Linked DNA regions of Mus musculus: regions 1, 2 and 3 are each linked to region 4. The links are chromatin contacts, called in public HiChIP or PLAC-seq maps. All regions are on one chromosome and are shown on one strand. Each heading gives the region's core, a stretch centred on a gene start, on an enhancer-like site or on the middle of the called end of the contact. The rest is flanking DNA. Distances are from core to core; before and after follow the strand shown. Region 1 has its middle 25 kb from the start of 1700006J14Rik. Region 2 holds the start of 9230105E05Rik (RIKEN cDNA 9230105E05 gene). Region 3 holds the start of 1700006J14Rik (a long non-coding RNA gene). Region 4 has its middle 25 kb from the start of 4930471E19Rik.

The links. HiChIP or PLAC-seq counts read pairs in DNA pulled down with a chosen protein or histone mark.
Region 1: a contact with region 4 is called in an H3K27ac HiChIP or PLAC-seq map of embryonic stem cells, with 5 times the contacts expected there. The contact joins two enhancer-like sites. A contact is called at or near these places in 6 of 115 datasets of contacts at active chromatin or transcription factors (bone marrow-derived macrophages, embryonic stem cells, epiblast stem cells and 1 more) and 1 of 9 other capture datasets (embryonic stem cells).
Region 2: a contact with region 4 is called in an H3K27ac HiChIP or PLAC-seq map of embryonic stem cells, with 5 read pairs. The contact joins the promoter of 9230105E05Rik here to the enhancer-like site in region 4. A contact is called at or near these places in 5 of 39 promoter capture datasets (the 3T3-L1 cell line, cranial neural crest, embryonic stem cells and 2 more), 1 of 15 datasets of contacts at CTCF or cohesin (the NIH/3T3 cell line), 1 of 484 Hi-C or Micro-C datasets (nephron progenitors), 4 of 115 datasets of contacts at active chromatin or transcription factors (embryonic basal ganglia, embryonic stem cells and stem cell-derived neural progenitor cells) and 1 of 9 other capture datasets (embryonic stem cells).
Region 3: an H3K27ac HiChIP or PLAC-seq map of embryonic stem cells shows a contact between it and region 4, with 2.9 times the contacts expected there. The contact joins the promoter of 1700006J14Rik here to the enhancer-like site in region 4. A contact is called at or near these places in 1 of 484 Hi-C or Micro-C datasets (nephron progenitors), 3 of 115 datasets of contacts at active chromatin or transcription factors (embryonic stem cells, epiblast stem cells and stem cell-derived neural progenitor cells) and 1 of 9 other capture datasets (embryonic stem cells).

Annotation. Positions count from the first base shown.
Region 1 is chr10:120,337,404-120,340,768 of GRCm38.p6, reverse strand. No RefSeq gene overlaps it. Among named protein-coding and RNA genes, the nearest start is that of 1700006J14Rik, 25 kb to the left of the region's middle. Within about 2 kb of position 1,313, at least 9 of the 459 cell types and tissues checked have an H3K27ac peak or open chromatin away from gene starts, as enhancers often do. A contact at or near this core is called in embryonic stem cells, where this site is marked.
Region 2 is chr10:120,388,130-120,391,563 of GRCm38.p6, reverse strand. It overlaps 9230105E05Rik (RIKEN cDNA 9230105E05 gene), which reads right to left and starts at 2,041. Exons shown (of 3, transcript NR_040626.1): 1 at 1,935-2,041; 2 at 1,566-1,798; 3 at 1-680. The region is part of intron 3 of Hmga2 (high mobility group AT-hook 2); the gene reads left to right.
Region 3 is chr10:120,362,191-120,365,864 of GRCm38.p6, reverse strand. It overlaps 1700006J14Rik (a long non-coding RNA gene), which reads right to left and starts at 1,731. Exons shown (of 7, transcript XR_003948966.1): 1 at 1,549-1,731. It overlaps Hmga2 (high mobility group AT-hook 2), which reads left to right. Exons shown (of 5, transcript NM_010441.3): 5 at 1,569-3,674. The coding sequence ends at 1,613. It overlaps Gm40783 (a long non-coding RNA gene), which reads right to left and starts at 1,509. Exons shown (of 2, transcript XR_872121.2): 1 at 1-1,509.
Region 4 is chr10:120,659,462-120,663,166 of GRCm38.p6, reverse strand. No RefSeq gene overlaps it. Among named protein-coding and RNA genes, the nearest start is that of 4930471E19Rik, 25 kb to the right of the region's middle. Within about 2 kb of position 2,201, at least 13 of the 459 cell types and tissues checked have an H3K27ac peak or open chromatin away from gene starts, as enhancers often do. A contact at or near this core is called in embryonic stem cells, where this site is marked.

The sequences.
Region 1 (3,365 bases), core at 64-2,563, 320 kb after region 4:
CCTTCTGAGGCTACTCCTTTGGTCCTTTCACACCCTGTTTTGCCAGTATCAGGGAACAAATCCCAAGACACTGTTGTGACAACAGGGTTATATCCGAGTTTGCCCATATGACCTAATGCATGTGTAGGTACAACTGTGTCATCTCTGACATTAAGATTTGCTTCTCTGATGGACTCTGTAGACTTTTTCCTCTCACCACACTGCCAATGTGAACTGTGTCTCCTTCCAGAACACTCTGAGCATTTTTCTTGACCTTGTTTTTAAACCTGTTCCGGGCCGATTGCTTGCTGTCTGCACCTAACTCATGGTTTTTTTCTTTCTGTCTGATGCTCATCATGTTTTAAACTTGATACATCAGTGGGGCCCCAGTTCTTGCTAGAAGCTTGGCCCAGGGCCATGGGATTGGAAGGGGATGCAGACTCTTGAAGAGATTGGATAATGGGATGTCCTCAGGACAGTTGAGGGTACCGGCCTGAAAAAGGACTAAAGTTCTCTCCTGAGTCTCCAGTAGTTCTCTCAAGAGAGTTATTGGAAAACTCTATGGTTGGTACCACTCAGATGAATTCCCATTGGCCTGTCTGTAATCATGGGTTTCCTCCCCTCTTCCCACACTGCCACTTGCCATGCATGACACCACCAAAGGGGGCCCTCACCAGAGCCTGCTTTGTGCTCTTAAAGGACTGAAGGAGCTGAAGGGATTTGCAACCCCATAGGAAGAACAATATCAACCAACCAAAGCTCCCAGGGTCTAAACCACCAACCAAAGAGTACACCCGGAGGGACCCATGGCTCCAGCAGCATATGTAGCAGAGGATGGCCTTGTCAGGCATCAATGGGAGGAGAGGCCCTTGGTTTCATGAAAGCTCTATGCCCCAGGGTAGAGGAATGCGAGGTCAGGGAGGTGGGAGTGGGGGTGGGGTGGGAGGATTGGAGGTACATCCTCATAGAAGCAGGAGGAGGGGTATGGGATGGGAGTCTCTGGGGGCAGGAACGGCAAAGGAGCTAACATGTGAAATGTAAATAAAGAAAATATCCAATTAAAAAACAAGAATTTATTCTTCTGAAAGGTGAGCTCAGTAAATCCCTACCCTTTACAGTTAGCCTGTCTTAAGTGGCTCTTTACAGGGCTGACAGCATGGACTAATGAGAGAACTGTTCAAATACTCAGCCTCAGACTTTGCAAGGAACACTCAGAACAAAAAGGGCTGGGCTTGTTTGGATCAGTTCTGGGTGCTACTCACTGCAGTACCAAAGCTGCCCCAGGCTGGAGCCTCCTACAATCTGCCGCCAACCCCCTTGGAAATGACACAAACTGAAAAGGATTGAAAGGTGAGTGGCAACAGTTTCCTGTGGCTGTCTGGGTGGTCCCTGGGGTGCGGCACATCTTCCCTAGCCTTCTGTCTTTGTCTTTGTTCTCCTCTTAAGTTCCGAAACCCGGTTCAGATCCATCACTTAGGAATAGATGGGAGAATCTGTCCAAGCCTGTCTGAAATTGGGATGCAAAAACCACAAGAATGAAGTTGTGCACTTTTCTTTCTAAAAAAAAAAAAAAAACCTTGGTAATTCTCAAATATGCATCCTGCTGTGGGTAAGAGGTCTAATGAGCTGCGCCACCTGCCTGACTCTGTTAGCACAAATCTTTTCCTGCCGCTATTTTGCCTCAGAGAGTATGTTTTGAAACTTTACTGTCCTGGTTTTAAAAACAAAAATAAAAACAAGCCCACAGGAGCTGTGAGTGAGGCCAGTGGCATGCAGGGGCTTGGGTGTGGGCGGGGACAACTCCTGCCTGCTGGCTCCTAAGTTCTGGGAACAGAAGCAACACTGTGGCAGAAAGAATCTCTTTGTAAAATCGATACCAGCGATGCTGTGAGAGCTCAGGTTCTTTTCTTATTTCTCATCCAAGACTGTATGTTTTAGTCAGGGTTTCTATTCCTGTACAAAACATCATGGCCAAGAAGCAAGTTGGGGAGGAAAGGGTTTATTCAGCTTACACTTCCACATTGCTGTTTATCACCAAAGGAGGTCAGGACAGGAACTCACACAGGGCAGGAACTTGGAGGCAGGAGCTGATGCAGTGGCCATGGAGGGGTGCTGCTTACTGGCTTGCTTCCCCTGGTTTGCTCAGCCTGCTTTCTCATAGAACCCAGGACTACGAACCCAGGGATGGCACCACTCACAATGGGCCCTCCCCACACTTGATCACCAACAGAGAAAATGCCTTACAGCTGGATCTCATGGAGGCATTTCCTCAAGGGAGACTCCTTTCTCTGTGATAACTCCAGCTTGTGTCAAGTTGATACACAAAACCAGCTAGTACAACTGATCCCTCTTCAACTAGACACACAAGCACATCACTATTAAGCCTAAACCTTACTTTCTTAATCATTCCCAAGATCTAAATAACTTTAAAAGTCCCACAGTCTTTACATATTAAAAGTTCAATTCCTTAAAATATCCAAACTCCTTTGAAATTCAAAATCTTTTTACAATCTTAACTGTGGATTCCACTAAAATACTTTCTTTCTTCAAGAGGGAAAAATATCAGGGCACGGTCACAATCAAAAACAACATCAAGGGCTGGAGAGATGGCTCAGTGATTAAGAGCACTGACTGCTCTTCCAAAGATCCTGAGTTCAAATCCCAGCAACCACATGGTAGCTCACAACCATCCTTAATGAGATCTGATGCCCTCTTCTGGTGTGTCTGAAGACAGCTACAGTGTACTTAGATATAATAATAAATAAATCTTTAGGCCAGAGTGAGTGGGGTGGACCGGAGGGAGCAGAGGTCCTGAGTTCAAATTCCCAGCAACCACATGATGGCTCACAACCATCAGTTATGAGTTACACTGTTATACTTTTCTACATAAAATAAATAAATAAATCCAAAATCAAAATCAAACTCTAACTGTCCAATGTCTGGGATCCACTCATGATCTTCTGGGCTCCTCCATGGGCTTGGGTCACTTCTCCAGCCCTGCCCTTTGTAGCACACACACTGTCTTTTAGGCTCCAGCTGCCTGTACTCCACTGCTGCTGCTGTTCTTGGTGGTCATCTCATGGTGTTAGCATCTCCAAAACATTGCTATCTTCTGCTGCAACCTCTCATAGGCTCTTTTCATGGTGCTAAGCCTCAATTTCTCTGTATGACCCCTTCAGTCCTGGGCCTTCAACTGCCACAGAGGCTGCACCTTCACCAATGGCCTCTCCTGGCCTCTCATAGTGCCAAGCATCAGGTGCTGCCCCTTCATGTTTCAAAACCGGTACCACCTGGATGACTCTTACACAGTACCAAGTCTGGCTGCCAACATGAGGTACAACCGTGGCTGCCTCTGGAACACAGCTTCTCTGTGCTCTCAGACACTG
Region 2 (3,434 bases), core at 792-3,291, 270 kb after region 4:
ATAGCTTTACAAATTGCGTGTTTAACTTTGTAGAATCAATTCCTGGGAGGTAGGGAGAGAAGTGGAGGGCTCCTCCGAGGCTCGAGGCTCGGGAGAGCGGGGCTCACCCTTGAGATTTAAGGCGGCAGCACCCGTTTACCTCCGTGTGTGCCACAAGGTGAACGGGTTCTTTCCCTTCTTTCTTTTTTTCCCATCTGCCCACAGTTGGCACGTTCCGTACGGGCAGTGACTTAAAACTTTAAAAGATAGCGACCGAAATGTTCAGTAATAAGTGTCTGTTTAATCATTAAACAACCACCATTTTCTCTTGCCCTTTAAACCCACCTTCAATCAGCTCGGACGCTGGTTTATAGTCTTATTTACTACAAAGATCACAAAGGAAGGGCTTTTGGGGGACCACTAGCTGCAGCGCCAGGAGAAAGAAAACAAAGGTCTTCTTGCCTCTAGCCCTTGCTGTGGTCACCGCTGGCCACTGTTAACTGTGGTTAATATTGCTGCTTGACTGCAATGTGAACAAGGTGTGTCATGGCAGTTTCTGAGTGAGCATCACCAGGGTTCCTTTCTCTTACAGGAGTAACTGCGCTGCTCTGTGGCTCTCTTTCAGCACGTTTGAGTTCTGTCACTAATTTTAAAAGAAGCACATAGCACACAGGTTTTGAACTGGCCTTTCTCATCCAGACCTAAAAAGAAAAAAAATTTTTTTTAAATTTAAAAAAATTTACTTTTTACAAATGGCTTCCTCTTTCCTCACTTCAAGATGGTTACCAGGTACCATACTTTGAGGAACTGAATGTGGTTCCCATGGTGGGTGGAGGGGGGACATGACAGTTTCTCAAAATGTTGTCTGGTGAGGTACCATCTAAGGCCCTTAAAAGGGCCATGATTTTGTATGGACATGGGGTGTTCCCCAAACAGCTTGTATACCTTATGACTCCTGCTTTGCTGCTCAGTATATAAAGCACACTGAAAACAACCAGCCCTTTGAAGTGGCCAGGTAAGAGAGAGATTTGGTAATTAAAAAACAAAAAGCTGTACTTGGCAGAATTTGAAAGTGATCTCCATTTGCACATTTGCACGGGAGAAGTGTAAATCAGAGAACTTAAGAGATTTGCTTAATGCTTCCGAGAGACTTGGGAGCAGAAAATGAGTTAGAAGCTGGGATTTTTTCCTTGTGATGTGGGCTTTCCAAATGTCTTTACTAGATCAGTGCAAATGTCTTCTGATTCTGCACTTAGACCCTAGAACTCACTGGGTTCCATTCATTTATATCCTCCTCTTCCTCCCTGACCCCATTCTCTTTTTCTCCCCCCTTCCAGCACTCTCTCTTTCCCTCTCAGTTCTGCTCTCTCTTTCCCTCTTGCTCTCTCCCTCTGTCCCTCTCTCTATCCCTCCCTCCCTCCCTCCCTTCCCAACAGGTCACACTCACAAACATTCTGACCTTCCAAGCAAACAACCCAGCCCCTCCTTTACTTTAAGCTTTTTCATTTTCTGAATTTTTAAAAATTTAAACTTGGACCGTGCACAGCAAACTTGTAGAACCTAAATCAAGACATTCAGGGACCTACCCGAGTTTTTGTATAGTCTTGGACACTGAGCCCACAAGGGCTACACTTCTCTGCTCTTGGAACCATTTCCTGTGTCCATAGTCGGGGCAGGGGGCCCTGTGAGGGACTCTGACAAGGCCACCTCAGGTCTCCCGTCTTCCCTGTGGAGGTGTGGTGCCCGCCACACACTGGCTATGGAAAGCAGTGATGATTGTTGTTCTTTCTCAGAGCTCACTGACCACAGAGCTTCACATCTGAAGACGAATGGAAGACACTGGTCATTGTTTTGAATGAGAAAAATGTTTGATGCTGTGCATTTTGATCATATTCTTTTCCTTCTCCTACCTCCTCTCAGATCCTGGGAAGATGCTGCTAAATTTAAAGACTCACCTTGGTTTGATCTTCTCGTCTCTTCTCTTCTCTTCTCTTCTCTTCTCTTCTCTTCTCTTTTCTCTTCTCTTCTCTTCTCTTCTCTTCTCTCCTCTCCTCTCCTCTCCTCTCCTCTCCTCTCCTCTCCTCTCCTCTCCTCTCCTCTCCTCCTCTCCTCCTCTCCTCCTCTCCTCCTCTCCTCCCCTCTCCTCTCCTCTCCTCTCCTCTCCTCTCCTCTCCTCTCCTCTCCTCTCCTCTCCTCTTTTTTCCCTTTTCACAAAAACAAAATCGATTTCAGTTAGATCTTTCTAAAAGGATGTGTACTGAAATAGCTAATCCACCCTGGGAAAGCAATCTTCGAGGTATTTCAAGTCATTTCTGTCGAGCACTTTGGGGAATACCTGTTTCGAGTCCACTTTATACAAAGCTCAGCTGAAAGTTGACTTTAAGGAGACTATTCAGTCAAGTCACTGAACCGGCAGCAAAACTGGCTGTCTGCCCTTGCCCGAGTAAGTCACTGATCCATTAAATGAACTTCTGTAAAGTGTCAGGATGTCGCAGCAGGCACAAAAGTGTATGGCGTTTGGTAGGAAACAGAAATTGTTCTGTGACAGTAAGTAAGGCCCATAGGTGGAAGGAAATCTCGAAAGGTGGACGTGTGTGTGTGTGTGTGTGTGTGTGTGTGTGTGTGTGTGTGTGTGCGTGCGTGTGTGTGTGTGTGTGACAGTTCAGAGAAGCTAAACTGGCAGAGACCATTTTCAGAGCCCAAGGTATTGTGAGTCCTGACCTAGTTGAATGCTTCTAAGACAAAGGCGCCTCCAGGAACTCCTTTGTCCTCTGATGTACGTCTTAATGTCTGCACAAACGCTTCTTTCCTGTGGCTGGACAGTAGGAAGTAATCTATCTTCACTCCTATTTGGTTTGTAAATAAAACTCTGAAAGGGGTCTACTGACCTCTAGACAGGCGGGCGTTCTCCAATTTGTTCCTCTTCACTCTTGGAGTTAAGTCAAAGCGCATGGCCAAGACTACCACCTCTGTCCTTCCGGGACTGTCTACAAAAGACTGAAAAATGTGCCCACACCTGCCCTCTGCAGGGCTGGCTCACTTCCAGCTCTAACGGGGGCAGTGGAGAACTTGGGGGAACCAGAGCTCATATAAGCACTCTGCCTTTGCCCACTGAAATTACAACATCTGTGACACTCAGCCCCCAAAGGGACCCTGACTGTGTCTCCTGCCAGCTCCTTTGCAGCCACTGGGACTCTGTGCCTTGGAATAGCTAAGCCGCCTGCCATTTCCTCCTTTCAAATAATGAAACGTGGAAATGCAAATCTCCTGGGCAAGCTCCAAGTATTAGGTGGTATTTCCTTAATATATTGCTTCTGATCCTTTGGGGGAATCAACATTAGAAACTGACTTTGGAAAATGAAGACGCCATCAAAGTTCTATATTTTGAATAATCAGTATCTTAATTTTTTACAAAGATGACCTAAGTTTTCTTATGTATCACCTTGAATTTTGTA
Region 3 (3,674 bases), core at 482-2,981, 300 kb after region 4:
GTCTTTAAGGGAAGAGAATGAATGCTTAAAACCTCTTGTGAAGGACTAAGGAAGTCGTGGGCTGTGTAGCAAGCCAGGATAGAGGCTCCACGACTCTGTGTGTGTGTGTGTGTGTGTGTGTGTGTGTGCACGTGCTCGAATTCATGGGAGGGCATGAGCCTCCTGCCATGAAGGCTTCTCTCCTCCCCTCCCCTCCCCTCCCCTGATTTGCTATGATTTCGAAGAAGCGTCACACATGGTAACATTTAGGAACCCCTTCACAGCTGAAGTGTTTCAGACACTAATGAATGGGAGCTCGGTTGTGTAGCACAGACGGGCTCTGAGGCATACTTTACTGAGTGGTATACTGTAGTGACCTGGGAAAGGAAGCGGGGTATAAATTGTGTCAGTTAGCCACCCAGACGAAATGAAGCCATGTGGAAAATCAAATCTATTAAAGTATGAAGGCTGTTGTAAGCTGGCCATTCTTAAAGGGGCTTCATTGGCTGCTGGAGTAAATGTTTACCCCTCTCCCAGATCTGTTTCACATGCCGTCTTTGGAGCCAGCCGGCAGCGTTTGATAAAAATCATCCTCCCACTAACGACACTCTTTATCGGAAATGTTTATTAGCTCCGCTTTACCGCCCATGTCCTGAAAGGTATTGCAGGTTTGTTAAATAAGCAGAAGTTAAAAAGAACTTTGTAGCTCACACCAGCTTGCAGGAACCCCAACAAATTCCAGAGCCATAAGGAATGAGGGGAAAGGGGGGCTGGGGTGGAGTTAGATTTATATGGGCGAGAGGCCCTGAGAAAACATATATATTAGGTTTTCTCTGCTTGGCTGGCCCACCGTTAAATGTTTGCCTGATGTTGACGGATTTAGTATTGAGATTGAACAGTTATGTCAAACTTAGCCCATTGCCTCAAAATGTGTTTTAATAAATGTAAAAATAAGGAAACTGCTCTCAGGAGCAATGTACTTGCAGGATGGGTCTGCTGTCGCTCTCCCACAGCCTTGGCTGAGGAGTTGTATACCAGCCCTGTTTGACCCAAACCTGCCCCTACTTGCCTTATATATAAGGGGTATATTGTTTGTCTGTACACTAAGGAACCCATCTAAAAAAACACACACACATCTAGCAAACGCCCAAACAGCATCAACTAGCAAAAGTTCAAATAGCATCAGCTACCATTACCAACATTTGGTGGGTGGGTTGACTTTCAAGAGCAGCTTTTTAAACCCGATGACTGTGGCACACCATGGGGAGAAACCAACTCTTTCTTGGTGAGTGAAGTCTCCAGAGACCCCACAGGCTACTTCTGACGGTAAACAATTGAATTTGCTGACCAGCAGCCATGGTGCCTTAAGTCAACAGTGACAAAAAACAGCCCAGGAAAAAAGACAACCCCTTGATTCCTCAATGACACGGGTTGAGTGCCTGGGAATAGAGGTCAGGCAGTGTCCCCCACCATGTTCCGCTTAAGCAAGCTCAGCGTGGTGCAGGCGACTCCTGGTTACAGGAGTGGTACTCTGGGCAAGCATTGTTCCCCAAACAAGGCCTAACCCACCTGCCTTCCGTGTGTTGCAGGAGACTGAAGAGACATCCTCGCAAGAGTCCGCAGAGGAGGATTAGGGGGCGCCGACATTCAATTTCTACCTCAGCATCAGTTGGATCTTTTGAAGGGAGAAGACACTGCAGTGACCAGTTATTCTTAACTGCCACGGTCTTTCTACTTCCTGCGGGGTGGGGCGGGGGCGGGGCTGGGCGAGGGGCGGGGCCGGGGTGGGCGAAATCGCATAACCTTGAGAAGGACTATATTAATCACTTTGTAATCCCTTCACAGTCCCAGGTTTAGTGAAAAACTGCTGTAAACACGGGGGACACAGTTTAACAATGCAACTTTTAATGACTGTTTTCTTTTTCCTTAACTTACTAATAGTTTGTGGATCTGATAAGCAAGGGTGTGTGGTTGAAGAAAACCTCTGTGGTGGGCTTAATCAGTCACTACATGCAAACCCTAAACCGGCACCCTGGTGACCGGGGGCATTCGTATAAGAAAAGCATTGTGTGTGACTCTGTGTCCACTCAGATGCCACCCCCACCATGATCATAGAAAATCTGCTTAGGACACCAAAGATGAGAACTAGACACTACTCTCCTTTCTTTGTGTATAATCTTGTAGACACTTACTTGATTTTTTTTTCTTTTTTTACTTTTCAATTCTGAATGAGACAAAATGCTGGTGTATCTTTTCATACAGCTAGCAAACCAGAATAGGTTATGCTCGTTTTTTGCTTTGTTTTGTTTTTCAAAAAGGGAAGTAAACGAGAACCGTTGACTCCTCCATTTATGGACTCATACACAGCAGCAGGAGTGATAAGCCCACAAGCTCTCTTTCCCGCCTCGGGAAATCTACACAGCCAAAAGCCACTTAGCCATAAATGACACTTGTCAGCCTTGAAGCATCGGAGATAACTAGCTGAGTAAAATGATCCTGTTTTGGAATTTAATGAAAAGGTTAACAGTACCCAATGAACCCACCCAAGTGATGACATGGGAGGAGCGAAACCGAAATCTCTTTTGCTATATAAAGGACACTATTTTTTAAAAAAAAATAATAAAAACAGCTCCCGCTCTCTGTCCTCTCTCCCTCCCTTCTCTCCCTCGCCTCTCTCTCCTCTCTATATTCCCTGTTCTTCATTGTGTACCAGTGTCCGTGAAAGACCGCAGTACCACTTACCTCAGATGAAGCCTGCGTGTTACATCCTGTAACACCTTTCATTTTGACATAAGATGGCTAGCCGAGGTGCATTATCTTGGTTCGGACTGCCATCTCTGCATTCACGCTGCACTTTTAGCCAGAGATGCAATAATCCCCACTCCTCAATACTACCTCTGAATGCTACAGTGAATTTACAGCCCTGCACTTGTTACACGCTGCTAGACACAAGCCCTGCAAGAGAAAGGAAAAAAAAAAGCCCACCAAAACCAAACCAAACCTTACTGGGTCGGCATCTCAGCCATCCCCAGTTCTCGACCATTCTTCTCTGTACTCTTACTCCGTCTCAGCAGGCTATGCATGTTTCTATGACTTTTTTTTTTTTTAATTAAAATGTTACAAATGCTTGTGGCAGCTTTCCTGCTAGATTGTTACATTAATTTGAAACAGTTTTGAGTCAAGTTGCTCCTAGGTTCTTAAGGAGAATTTTTTTTTCAGTGACACTACTTTGTATCACACACACACATCTGTAGTGTTCAAATATAAGTCTCCAAGTTTGTACCTCAAATGAATTATTGAAACAAATGGACTTCCTGATTTGCAAGGAACTACCTCCACACTTCCAAAGGAACGAACTTGCAGCCTATATCACTCATTGATTTCCTTCCCCCATGTTTGAAGGAGCTCAAACCTCACCTCTCCCTCATTGAAACATTTTTTTTGGTAAAAGACACTTGATAGAAACACAATTTTTTTACATACTTTTGCAAAAATAAATGAATTAAAATCAAGCCAACCTTCAAAGAAACTTGAAATTTTGCTACAACCAGCTCAGCCTTTTGCCTAATGCAATGAAAAAGGAAAAAAATAGATTTCTAAGATTTGTTGCCTAGAAGAATATGCTTGACCGATATTTTTTCATGTATTTTACACAATGTGATTTTTGTAAAAAAATGTCTCAAGCAGATTTGTTT
Region 4 (3,705 bases), core at 952-3,451:
CCGTCATGCAAGTTAATCTGCTAGTGAGAATTTAAGTGCTCTCCCAGGGTAGAATAAGACATAGAGGATCTTGGATGCTGAAGTCTGTTGGTCTAGGTTCAAATCCCACTCCTTCCTTTAACTAGCTGCATCATAGCAGGCAAAGGTTTTAACTTGTCTCAGACACTGTCTCCTTGCCTAGAAGATGAATGCCTTATTAACGGGAGACCACTTGTTCTGAGGACTGAATCAGGAGACACGTAACCAAGTTCAGTGTTAGTCACCATTATCACAAATCTCTTAGAGTATAGATGATCAGATATGTGTAGAAAACGGGCACAGAGAGATGTTCAACACGGTTTTTTGATAAGAGTAAAAAAGCTAGAAGTTGTTAGACCCAACCAGCGCCAACTATGTAAGCCATTCATACTAATATTGCAAAATAGCTAGATTATATTGTGAGTCTTATAAAAACAAGCCATCAAACCTGCTGAGTGATACTTAGCAGGGGAATGGCTTGCGCAGAAAAGTTGTTAGAGTTCATCTATAAGAACAATAGATGGGAATCGTCTGAATGGCTCGGAAGTTTGTGGCCTGTGGATGGGAGTTGGGATTAGGAGTGATTTTAATTTTGTTTTGTGTTTCTCTGCCTTCACTATAGTTTCTGATTTTTGTAATTAGGAAAATTATAGTCTGCTGAAAAATGCTGTAGAAAGAGTTTTTCCTTCTCAGACAGTCTCCTCCTGGCTCCAATTAATTCAGATTTCCGACTCACCCACCCATTCTGCCTTCCCGATTGCCCATAGATTTATGTGCCCTGTGCACAGCACAGCTGCAGTTGGTTTTGAAGAGTTGACATCGTCTGTGGTGGGTGTTTAGACATCTTTGTGTGGGCTTGCTCTCATTAGACTGCATTTCCATGAGAGTATCTCCCTAGGTTTTTTGGGTTTTTTCTCTTTTTTTTTTTCCCCTTAAATTGTTCACAGTGACTTAGAAGATCTTTGTCCTAACTGTTCAGGAACAAAGGTCAGTGTAAGACCTCACACCAATCACTTCCTAGTGAGCATTAGCATCTACTGGGGGTGGGGGGCACGCCTCAAATGGTAGGTAGGTGTGAAGGGACTTAGAGACCATTTGGGAATTTTGTCTTGTCTTTAACACAAAACTGTATGTTTGTATGGGTCTTTTATTTCCTCATGGGACTCAGAAATACCACTTTCCTGAGGCCTCTTGCATTGAGAAGGGGTTTTATAGCTCTTCGAACCAATGAAATGGGAACATACACACTTGTAGCATTAAATAATTTCATGGATGGGGTCGTCCATGAATTCTTTTTTCCCCTGGTTTCTACTGTCTTCCTAGCCCTAAGTTGACTGGAAGCAACAATACAGTAGACTCAAAATATGAGGTAAACCAAGATCTCTGAGTTTCTATTTAGATGGAAATCACCCGAGAGGATTATCTAGAGAGCAACATCTGAGATGGAGGATGGACTTGGGAGAAGCGAACCATTTACTCCATAGATCATTGAAATGTGAGGGTTGATTGTGAAGTAATCTGATCCCAACCCAAAGCAGAAAGCTGTAGATACGCCACCATAATAGGATTCTGGGTACCATTTCCTAAGCACATAGAACACATAAAGGAGTAAGTATGAGATGTTAATACACAGTTTGAAATTTGCCTAACTCTTTACCCTCACATCTTTTGGGTTTTTTTTGTTTTGTTTTGTTTTTTGTTTTTTGTTTTTCGAGACAGGGTTTCTCTGTGTAGCCCTGGCTGTCCTGGAACTCACTTTGTAGACCAGGCTGACCTCAAACTCAGAAATCCACCTGCCTCAGCCTCCCGAGTGCTGGGATTAAAGGCATGCACCACCACACCCGGCTTACCCTCACATCTTTTGCTGTCTTTCATTACTCGGTCCTGTTAGGAGCTTTGACTGACGAATAGTGATAAATTCATTTTTTTGTTCTGTTATATAAGAAATTTAAATGCAGAGTAGTTACCTCGTTTACCCTAGTCTAGAACCACAGACTTGTGGCTGTGCATCCTGGTCACTGCACCCTCGCACCTCCTTAGTTCCGGTTGTTTACATCCAATTAGGCCATTTTCCGCTAATGCTGCAACAGCAACAGTCTCAACGCTTTAAACCAGAGTCAGAGGGAACTTTCAGGGTAGGACAGAAACTCACCTGTCTTCCAGCTGATCCCAAGCAAGAGCGGGGCACATTTAGTGCAGCTGAAAGAAAGGAAATGTAAATAAGGATGGGCGATGGGTGGGGGCGGAGGTGTGGTGGGGGTGGGGTGGGGGAGGCGTACCAGGCAGCATCTTTTGAACCAACTGACATATTCAGCTTGGAGCGTTTGTGACCACAGGGGGCTGTTGAGGCAGACTGGACTTAGATCTGCAGATGGATTAGACATTTATGAGCGTGACTGGCATGTAAATTTATGTGAACTAGCACAAAAAAGACACAGGAAATAGAGTCTCAAGTTCCAGGATGTAAATTGATCACATGTGGAGGGAGGGGCCAAAAGGAATTCCCACCTCACTCCCAGCGTGGGCGATTACACAATGGCCAGGTGCAGCAGGCTGGACTTGCCCTCCTTGTTTTCCTTTTCTTTGGAGTCTCTAATTCTGCCTAAACAAGAAGTGTGGTATTAGGCCATACCGAGACCTGGTCCTGCCGGGCAACTCCTATTGAAAACCAAGATAACACAAATATTTTCAGTTCTTCAACTTTGTGGATGATCTCTCTGCTCTTTTATGAAGGGAAGATCACTTTGTGAGAGTTGAGAATATTTGCAATCCTAGCGTGAAAAGAATTAAAACTTCCCAACCTACACACTGTTCAACCAAATAAAAAGAATTGGAGAGTTTCCACAAAGTAAGGTAAGCTCCTCTTAATTAGTGGAGACTCTTGAGCTACACTGAATCCAATCTAGAAGGACCGGTTGTTTGAAACAAAGCAAAACATCCCCACGCCTCACATTTTAAGCAAGAAAATAAAATGTGCTTTTATGCTGCAGACTTTTGGGCTGGCATGATGATTGAGCATCCTGGCGGAGAGGATGGCAGATTTTATGGGCTGGGTGGGTTCTCACCCTCCATCTTTCCATGGGAAAATTTGTGAAAATATTCAACTCTAATGGTTCGGTGAAAAACATTCGGGCTCCCGGGAATCAAGGAGAGCTAAGTTTTATTGAGGGAGTCCCATCTGGGACCAGAGGAATTAAGAAACAGAACCATGGGAGACAGACAGCAAGAAAGAATAGCAAAACCAGCTTCATGGTACAGCGAGCTCCTCTTTCAGCTCATTAGTAATGTTAGGAATTTCTGCAGTCCAGAGAGCAGAGAGTCAATCAGATCAGAGGTTGGGGTCTGTTCCCTTCGTTCCTCTTTATTTCTTTTCTTCCCCCCCCCCCCCCTCTCTCTCTCTCTCTCTCTCCTTTTTTTCTTTCACTGTAGGACTCCAATGGACTCCCATCCCCAAAGAACCCTATATATAATTTGCTTTGGGGCAGTTTTCCTCTGGTACCTCAAAATGATTCTGAACTGTTGGCAACAACAGACATTGATGTTCATCCAGGTTCATTCTCTAAGCCTTTCTTCCCCAGCATAACTGCTTCCCATGATAAAAACCCAAACTTCCAAATTTGAGGTCATTTTTTTCCGAGTTCTCTTGCCCCTGGCATTGGCTACATGACACAGTTCTGCCCATCTCTC